2 separate regions of the Mus musculus genome follow, and region 2 is linked to region 1. The links are chromatin contacts, called in public Micro-C maps. All regions are on one chromosome and are shown on one strand. The core of a region is the stretch at or near the end of the contact, and the rest is flanking DNA. Distances in the headings are between cores, read along the strand shown.

Region 1 (4,148 bases), core at 1,550-4,049:
AATTTAGAATATTACTAATGAGTTAATTAGACAAGAGGACAGAATAAATTAAAATCTCTAAATTTCCAACTTTGATTTTTTTTTCTCTTGTCACAGAATAGAACTTAAAATAAAACCTCCCTTATGTTGGCAGGGACAAAAATGTGCCACTTTCTAAGCAAAACAATTCCAACTTCCTCTAGTGGCTTTGGGATAGGACTGAGGCATCCAGTCACTCTCGGAGTCACACATATTCAATAATTAAACTGAAATTCTTCAAGAATTAGGACTTCACCCTTAATGCCCTGCCTTAGCAAAGAAAGTGCTCACCTAAATGAATTTGAAAGCATTTTAGCACTTGTACTTGGTATTCTCTAGTAACTACCCATCACCAGTCCCCAACAGAGCAGTTTACACGTCTGTTCAAGGATAGGTAGTTGACATAAACCCTCCACACTCTCTAGAGGAAGGACTAGGTTCAGAAGTGCAGATGATACTACTGACTTCATGGTGATAAAACAGGCTGCAAACATGTCACACGGCTCATAAAAGGTGTTACACTGCCTCTGTTCAGAACCTGACATTAAGAAAATATCTTAAGACAGGCCTGATATGTCCATAGGTAAATTATTGCCTTGTCGTATACTTTCATTTTGGGTTTTGTGATGGAATGTATATATGTATGTATATATTTATTTATATATATGCAGATTTTCAAATCTGGAAAGCACACTAAAAATTCATCTTAATATCAGTGCTATTCCAGAACTGCCATGTGGTTTCATTATTTCTTTCTATTTTACATATTTAACCCTCTGGTGTAATGTGTAAAATATGTAAAACCTTTCTATTTTACATATTTAACCCTAAACACATAAATTCAGTCAGTTTAGTAGCTTCTGATCTGAATAATCCCTAAGCTCTTGAATTCTGAGTTCTGTGATTATATTCAAGACAACAGGCTCTAGATCATTTTTAGAGAAGTTAGTTCTAAATTAAGCCCTTCAAATTAGAGACTTCAGACCGATCTGCTTTAGTTTGCTTGAATAAAATTTGTCTAATCAGAATAAGATCCAAAAGGAAAGAGAACCAAGATAAAAGTATAGTTAAATCCCAAAATACTATTAAAAGGTATTAACTTGAGTTAATTTCTTGACTTAATCGATAAAACTAAAGATACTAAAGTTTCTTCCACAAATTTGTATAAAACAACTTACATGAGGGATTTTTTTTTCAAATTGAGATTTGAAAAAAATTTTAAGAAATTTCTTTCTGTCCCACATTAATTATAACGATTTCATCCTAGTATTGAAATTCAGTCATCATGTGGTTCTTCCTACTACAGCAAACGCCATGGTTAATATGCTAAGCTGACGTGGGACAGACACCTGTGTTAAATCTGGTGGGGGGGGGGGTACAGGTTTGTGTGAGGTAGGATGCATTTGACTCACATTCGCAGTGGTATCTACATAGAAAGCAGTTGGATAATGTCTGCCAGACCTAAAGCTATGCTTACCTCTCACCTCTTGCTCTGGACCAAGCTACCAATAGACAGCCAAACTGAGAGCACATTTACAGTCATAGATTAAAAACATCGAAGCTAAATAAAATAGAGAACACAACCAACAAACAAAAATGACCTAAGTGTGTATCAGTACATAGGTAGTTAAATAAATCATGATGTAGTCCACATAATGAAATGCTGTGAAGCGGTTATTTTAAAAAAGAGGTAAATTCCAAGTACTGAATTGAAATGTATTCTAATAATTTACTTCATGTGTGAATCAAAGCAAGAGCTCTGTAAGCTCATATCTTTGCAAGTTAAAGAAAGCTCTATAAAAGTTTGTGCTTGTACAAGCATTTCGTTTTCCTCCCCCCCCCCCGCAAAAAAATAAGGTTAACATGGTTCCGTGGTGCAGAAGAATCGTCAGAGGGGATTGAGAAGCCATAGTTAATAGTACCTTGCCATTTCATAAAAGCCCTTCCTTTCTTACTATCTCAAGGCTAATGATTTTCTAGGCGTCCAATAGCCTGCCTCTACCCTTCAGAGTGGCCGCAGTATCAGCATCAAATAGTGAGTGCAACTTTCTAATAGGTCAGAACATCCAGAGAACTGAGAGCTAGAAGCCCCCATCACAGCGGGACCTCCCTTTCTCACTAGGTATCTCCTTGTGGAGTCCCCAATAGGACTCGCTGCAGGGCTTGCCTCCTTGTCTCCAATTTGAAGTGCTGAGTTCTCTTTTTCACTTTTAGATAAAAATGCTTCTCCATCCCAACACACTTGTTGGATCGCTGAGTACCAGATTCTCAGCTGCAGCAGTTCCACTTCAGCTCAAACGAAAAATCTACTTAAACGTTGAAAAGGGACTTCACGCACTCCAAATTTATCCTGGCTTTATGGATTTCAATTCTGTAAAACTTCAAAAGTACTTCAGGGGAACATCTTCTCTGGCACCAATCCATCCCCTGGCAAGATGGAGTTATGCAAACAAGAAAGCAAAATAGAGGACCACAGCTAGCAGTTACAGGTGCTGTGTACCCTGATACTGTCTCCTGCCATTTCCATGTTCCGTGCTTCATAAACTTGAGTGTGAAAGCAGCAGAATACTGAACGAAAGGAAATTTCCAGCCTCCCACCTTTCACAATGCCCCAGCATGCTCCAGACCACCGATTCCCCAGTACCTTAAAGGATTCCTTGGAGCAGTCCATGTCTTCCCCGACGCCGCGATAGACAACGCCCTGGACCTCCTTCCTTTCCTCCGGGAGCAGAATCCTCCTCAAGCCGCGCTTCATTGACTCCACCTGGACGCCGGCTGGCGCAGCAGCTCTCCACAAGGCGGCACCTAGGGACAGGGCACCGGAAGCTGCAGCCGGACTTGGGACCTACAACTAAGCTCTGCTGGAGAGATCCCTGCAGCTATAGCCCCATTCTGCCTGCAGGGTAGGAGGGAACTTTTGCAAAGAGTTTTCCGAGCCTGGGCTACTTGTAGAGGAAGTAGCAGGCGGGGCTCTGGAGACAAAAAAAAAAAAAAAAAAAAAAAAAAAAAAAAAAAAAAACGAACCTAGTGGGCATCTGCCCCAGACTCTCCCCTTTAGGGAAATCACAGAGCAATTGCAAATTGAGGCAGATTCAGCAAATTTATTAAAATAAAAACAACCCCTCATAGTGGCCAGGGAGGCAGGAGTGGACAAGAGAGAAAGGTCGGGGTAGGGCGAGAGAATATAATCTGCAATTTTTAGTAAAATCTTCCCCCATTTGGACGTCCAGAAGTTCGACTGGGAATATAGCTCAGTCTGTGAAGTGCTTACCCAACCTTCAGGAAGTCCTGCGCACCATCTCCATTACATAAAACCAGGCATAATAGTGTGATCCCGCGAGCAATCCAACAGGCTGTAAGCCTGTACTTGGGACGTGGGGCTAGGAAGATCTGAAATCCAAGGTCATCCTGGACTGCGTGGCAAGTTTGAGTTCAGCCTGGACTACATGAGATTGGCTCAATAAGACAAAATCCCTAGGGCTGTTCCGCCCCTGCCCACCTCCCGGGAGGTTAGGGTGAGGGTGCTCTTGAATTATCAGAAGTATGATTTTCAGCAAATTTTCTCTTCCCAGTTGTCAGGATGAAGTGAATACCTCTTAGAATTGAGACTAGCCTGAGTCGCTTTGTATCTCAGACCGCATTTCCTGTAGATAAAAGCATTCATCTGCCTTAAGCCTTGACGTTTAAGATAGTTAATAAAATGGTTGTTTTTTCATTATGGTTAATAAAATAGCAGGTTAAATAGAAGCTGCAGTTTATCTGCGGAGGGTTTGTTGGTAGCATTGTTTGAGGGCTTTATCTTTCTGAGTCTGCCCTGAATTCACATCTCCACAGCATAGGTGTATACCATGGACAAAGAAGGGTATTCTGCTCCATCCAATAGTCCTGCAGCTAGCCATGAGGCTAGACACAGCACAGGGAGTCTGTGCAACTGCGGCTGCTGTTTGTCCTTGGCGAGATCGCAAATGGGTTGAGTTTGCAAAGAACAGAATTTTGGTTTACCAAACTGAGCCATTTTAAGGTTCTAGAGTATTCGATTCACACGTAACACAGATCACCACCACCAAACCCTAAAACCCACAAAAAACAGGGACACAACACTGGGCTGCATCCAGGAAAGCGTGGAGAAT
Region 2 (4,547 bases), core at 1,587-4,086, 180 kb before region 1:
TCTGGGGGAATCACCATCTCAGACTTCAAGCTGTACTACAGAGCAATAGTGGAAAAAAAAAAAAAAAACACTTCATGGTATTGGTACAATGAGAAACAGGAAGATCAATGGAATAGAAGTGAAGACCCAGAAATGAACCCACACACCTATGGTCACTTGATCTTGACAAATGAGCTAAAACCACCCAGTGGAAAAAAAGATGGCTTTGTTTGTTTGTTTGTTTGTTTGTTTGTTTGTTTCAAGACAGGGTTTTCAAGACAGGGTTTCTCTGTGTAGCCCTGGCTGTCCTGGAACTCAGAAATCCACCTGCCTCTGCCTCCCAAGTGCTGGGATTAAAGGTGCACACCACTACCGCCCAGCAAGACAGCATTTTCAACAAATGGTTCTGGTTCAACTGGCAGTCAACATGTACATGCATGCACATTGATCCATTCTTATCTCTTTGTACAAAGCTCAAGTTCAAGTGGATCAAGGACCTCTACATAAAACCAGATACACTGAATCTAATAAAATAGAAAGTGGGGGAGACCCTCAAACACATGGGCACAGGGGAAAAGTTCCTGAACAGAACACCAATAGCTAGTTCTCTAAGATCAAGAATTGACAAATGAGACTTCATAAAATTGCAAAGCTTCTGTAAGGCAAAGGACACTGTCAATTGGAAAAATTGTCAACCTACAGACTGGGAAAAGAACTTTACCAATCCTACATCTGACAGAGGGCTAATATCCAATATATAAAAAAGAACTCAAGAATTTAGCCTCTAGAGAACCAAATAACTCTATTAATAATGAGGTACAGAGCTAAGTCAAAGAATTCTCAATTGAGGAATACTGAATGGCTGAGAAACACCTAAAAAATGTTCAACATCCTTAGTTATCAGGGAAATGCAAATCAAAACATCCCTGAGATTCCACCTCACTCCAGTCAGAATGGCTAAGATCAAAAACTCTGGTGACAGCAGATGCTGGCAAGGATGTGGAGAAAGAGGGACACTACTCCATGCTGGTGGGATTGCAAGCTGGTATAACCACTCTAGAAATCAGTTTGGCGGTTCCTCAGAAAATTGGACATACTACTACCTGAGGACCCAGATATACCATATACCCAGAAGATGCTCCAACATATAATAAGGACACATGCTCCACCATGTTCATAGCAGCCATATTTATAATACCCAGAAGCTGGAAAAAAAACCCCAGATGTCCCACAGCAGAGAAATGGGTACAGAAAATGTGGTACATTTACACAATGGAATGCTACTCAGCTATTAAAAACAATGACTTCATGAAGTTTGCAGACAAATGTGTGGAACTTGAAAACATCGTCCTGAGTGAGATAACCCAATCACAAAAGAACACACATGGTATGCACTCACTAATAAGTGGATATTAGCCCAAAAGTTAATACCCAAGATAAAATTCACAGACCATATGAAGCTCAAGAAGAAGGAAGACCAAAGTATAGGTGATTCAGTGCTTCTTAGAACAAAGGGGGAACAAAATACTCACAAGAGGAAATAGGAAGACAAAGTGTGGAGCAGAGACTGAAGAAAAGGCCATCCAGAGACCGCCCCACCTGGGGATTCATCCCATATACAGTTACCATATCAGACACGATTGTGGATGCCAACAAGTGCTTGCTGACAGGAGCCTGATATGGCTATCTCATGAGAGGCTCTGTCAGAGTCTGACAAATACAAAGATGGATGTTCTCAGCCAACCATTGGACTGAGTGAGTGATTCCCCCATGGCGGAGTTGGAGAAGGGACTGAAGGAACTGAGGGGAGGGGGTTGCAGAACTATGTGGGGAGCAACAATGTCAACTGGCCAGAAGCCCCCTCCCCCAGAGCTCCTGGGGACTGGACCACCAACCAAAAAGTACACATGGAGGGACCCAGGGCTCCAGCCACATATATTGCAGAGGGTGGCCTTGTTGGACATCAGTGGAAGGAGATGCCCTTGGGCCTGTCGGTGTTCGATGCCACAGTGTAGGGGAAGGCCTGAGCAGGAAGGCAAGAGTGGGCCGGGGTGGGGGGAGCATCCTCATAGATGCAGGGGGATAGAGGAGGGGAAAGGGGTTTCTGCCGTAAACCAGTCGGCCCCCCTCAATCTGCAGGAGAAATTAGGGTTCCAGACAGGTGGGCAAGGAGTTGGCGATGAAAAGAGTGACAAACAGACACAAAGGAGTGCTGTATCTGGATGCAATTTGTCAAAGTGAGCATCAGTCTTATATATTACAGAAAACAGAGAAGTTAAGTGATACATTAAGGCCATCCAAGGTACATTGAAGTTATCTGATGCAAAATTACTTTTACAACAAAACAGAAGACTGCATACTAAAAGCTAACAGGAACCAATTGTTCAAAAGCAGCCCCACCTAAGGTCAGTTTAATCTTAGCAGCCAGGGTCAAGGGCTTCACACCCTTGCCTTAGTTCCAATTCTAGTCTATTGTATAGTCCACCTCCCCCCTAGGCCATTGTAAATTCCTGTGTATGGGTGTAACTCAGCTATCTATAGTTCTAAGTACTTACTCTAGTTCCTTCTTAGACCACAACCTTCCTTCTTCCTAGGTCATTGTAAATTCTTGCATATGGGAGTAACTTGGCTATTATTCTAAGTGATTGTGTGGGGGGACTTTCTCCTAATAAGTAGTGTAGTCTGCCATATACTACAATATAATAAGAATTCTAAACTTACTTTGCTCAGCTTGCCCTGAGATTTCTAACTCTATGTAGTAGATAGTAATGCCTGATTTCTTTTCACTATTTCTCTTATAATACTACAGGCAATTCTGAATGTCACTGAATAGGCAACATTCTTACTGAATTCCAAGCCCAGGGTTGGCTCAAGGACTACCTAGGGCATTGGTGAAGGCCAGGAAGCAAAGTTCGATTTTGCTTAGGTATATGGCAAGTCATTGCTTGGAGGCACCTATAACAAAACAATACTGAAAGAAAGCACACAGATCCATTCGTAAGGAAAAGTTTGGCTCATTTGTTATATGGTATGCCACAGTTCCAGGAGACTACGTTTCCATGAATTTTTCGCCTCAGGACTGTGTCCAGTTTTCTAGGCCTGCCACGCGAGTCACTACTGGAGTGGATGTAGCAGGTCTCTGGAGAGGAGACCTGGAAAGGGAATAACATTTGAAATGTAAATAAAGAAAATATCTAATAAAAGGAAGAGAAAGGAAGGAAGGAAGGAAGGAAGGAAGGGAGAGGAAGGAAGAGAGAGGAGAGAGAGAGAGGAGAGAGAGAGAGGAGAGAGAGAGAGAGTCTTTATCTGAAACTCATTTAAACAACTCCTACATACAAAATTAGCTGACTGTTCTAGTCACAGCAGGGTTGCCCAGGTAGGCTTTAACTGGCTCTGCCTTCCTTTCTTCCTTTCAGTAGCTTGGCTCCCATCTTCAGGTTGGCCACTTTCTGCCTATGCTGGGTTCTCCAGGAGTCTTCACAAAATCCTTCATGAAGTTGGACCTCTTCCTTCCAGTAACCACAGAGAGAGTATGTGACTTAAACTGTCCATATCAGCAGAAAATGAAGACAACAAACTAAAAATATTTGCTTAGACTCACAAGTCTTTCCTAGGTAGCTTTGACTAGCATCTCCCCACAGAGAGAGAGAGAGAAAGAGAGCAAGAGAGCTCTGACTCACATTCTGGACTCCATTCTATTTTAAACTCTTTAAGCTAGATGTATTTATGTATTTCTACAACTCATCTACTGTTCTTAGTTCACATCCAAGGTGAAGTTCAAGTTAACACTTAAAGTAAGCTTGGCCTGAGTGGCCGTTGTCCCCATCTCTATACACCCTGGCAAACAATCCTTTGGAGATACAATGGAGTTCTGAATTAGAAGAGACAGGTTTAAGCTATGACTACCATTTACCCTGGGTAGCCATTGGCACATTCCTAATGTCTGTGAGCCTCAGCTTTCCTATGTGTAAATGAAGATAATCAGAGACATATTGCTATATCTTGTGTGTGATTAAAAGGTATGATAATAACTGTGAGATATTCTCATAGGGCTCAGAACATCTCTTCTGATTTTGAAGCTTTTTTTCTTTTACTGCCTATACTCTCAATCAGTTCTTTTTCCATCCAAGAAATCTTTCAAGTAGTTAGATAGAAAATAGAGCTCATGCCAAGTGCTAACACCTGACTGTGCACATTTCTAGGTCCTGTGATAACTATGTCAGGTGCTTCAAAGCTAAGAAATTCTGAAAATCAACATCATCTTGTGAAGGAAAGAGAAAGATCATATCAAAGAGTAATAACACTTAGTTTGCCAGTGCCTGACAAATACAGAGGTGGATGCTCTCAGCCAACCATTGGACTGAGCATAAGGTCCCCAATGTAGGAGCTAGAGAAAGGACCCAAGGAGCTGAAGAGGTCTGCATCCCCATAGGAGAAACAACAATATGAATGAACCAGTACCCCCAGTGCTTCCAGGGATTAAACCACCAACCAAAGAGGGCCATGGAGGGACCTGTGGCTCCAGCTGCATAAGTAGCAGAGAATGTCCTTTTTGGACATTAATAGGA

What was found. Hi-C and Micro-C count contacts between places; a contact is called where the count stands out from the background.
Region 2: a contact with region 1 is called in a Micro-C map of embryonic stem cells, with 3 times the contacts expected there. The contact joins the enhancer-like site here to the promoter of Trpa1 in region 1. A contact is called at or near these places in 8 of 39 promoter capture datasets (the C10 cell line, cranial neural crest, embryonic stem cells and 2 more), 5 of 484 Hi-C or Micro-C datasets (CD8 T cells, Th1 cells and embryonic stem cells) and 2 of 115 datasets of contacts at active chromatin or transcription factors (both in embryonic stem cells).

Annotation. Positions count from the first base shown.
Region 1 is chr1:14,916,063-14,920,210 of GRCm38.p6, forward strand. It overlaps Trpa1 (transient receptor potential cation channel, subfamily A, member 1), which reads right to left and starts at 2,800. Exons shown (of 26, transcript NM_001348288.1): 1 at 2,663-2,800. The coding sequence starts at 2,773.
Region 2 is chr1:14,740,860-14,745,406 of GRCm38.p6, forward strand. No RefSeq gene overlaps it. Among named protein-coding and RNA genes, the nearest start is that of Msc, 13 kb to the right of the region's middle. Within about 2 kb of position 2,837, at least 10 of the 459 cell types and tissues checked have an H3K27ac peak or open chromatin away from gene starts, as enhancers often do. A contact at or near this core is called in embryonic stem cells and trophoblast stem cells, where this site is marked.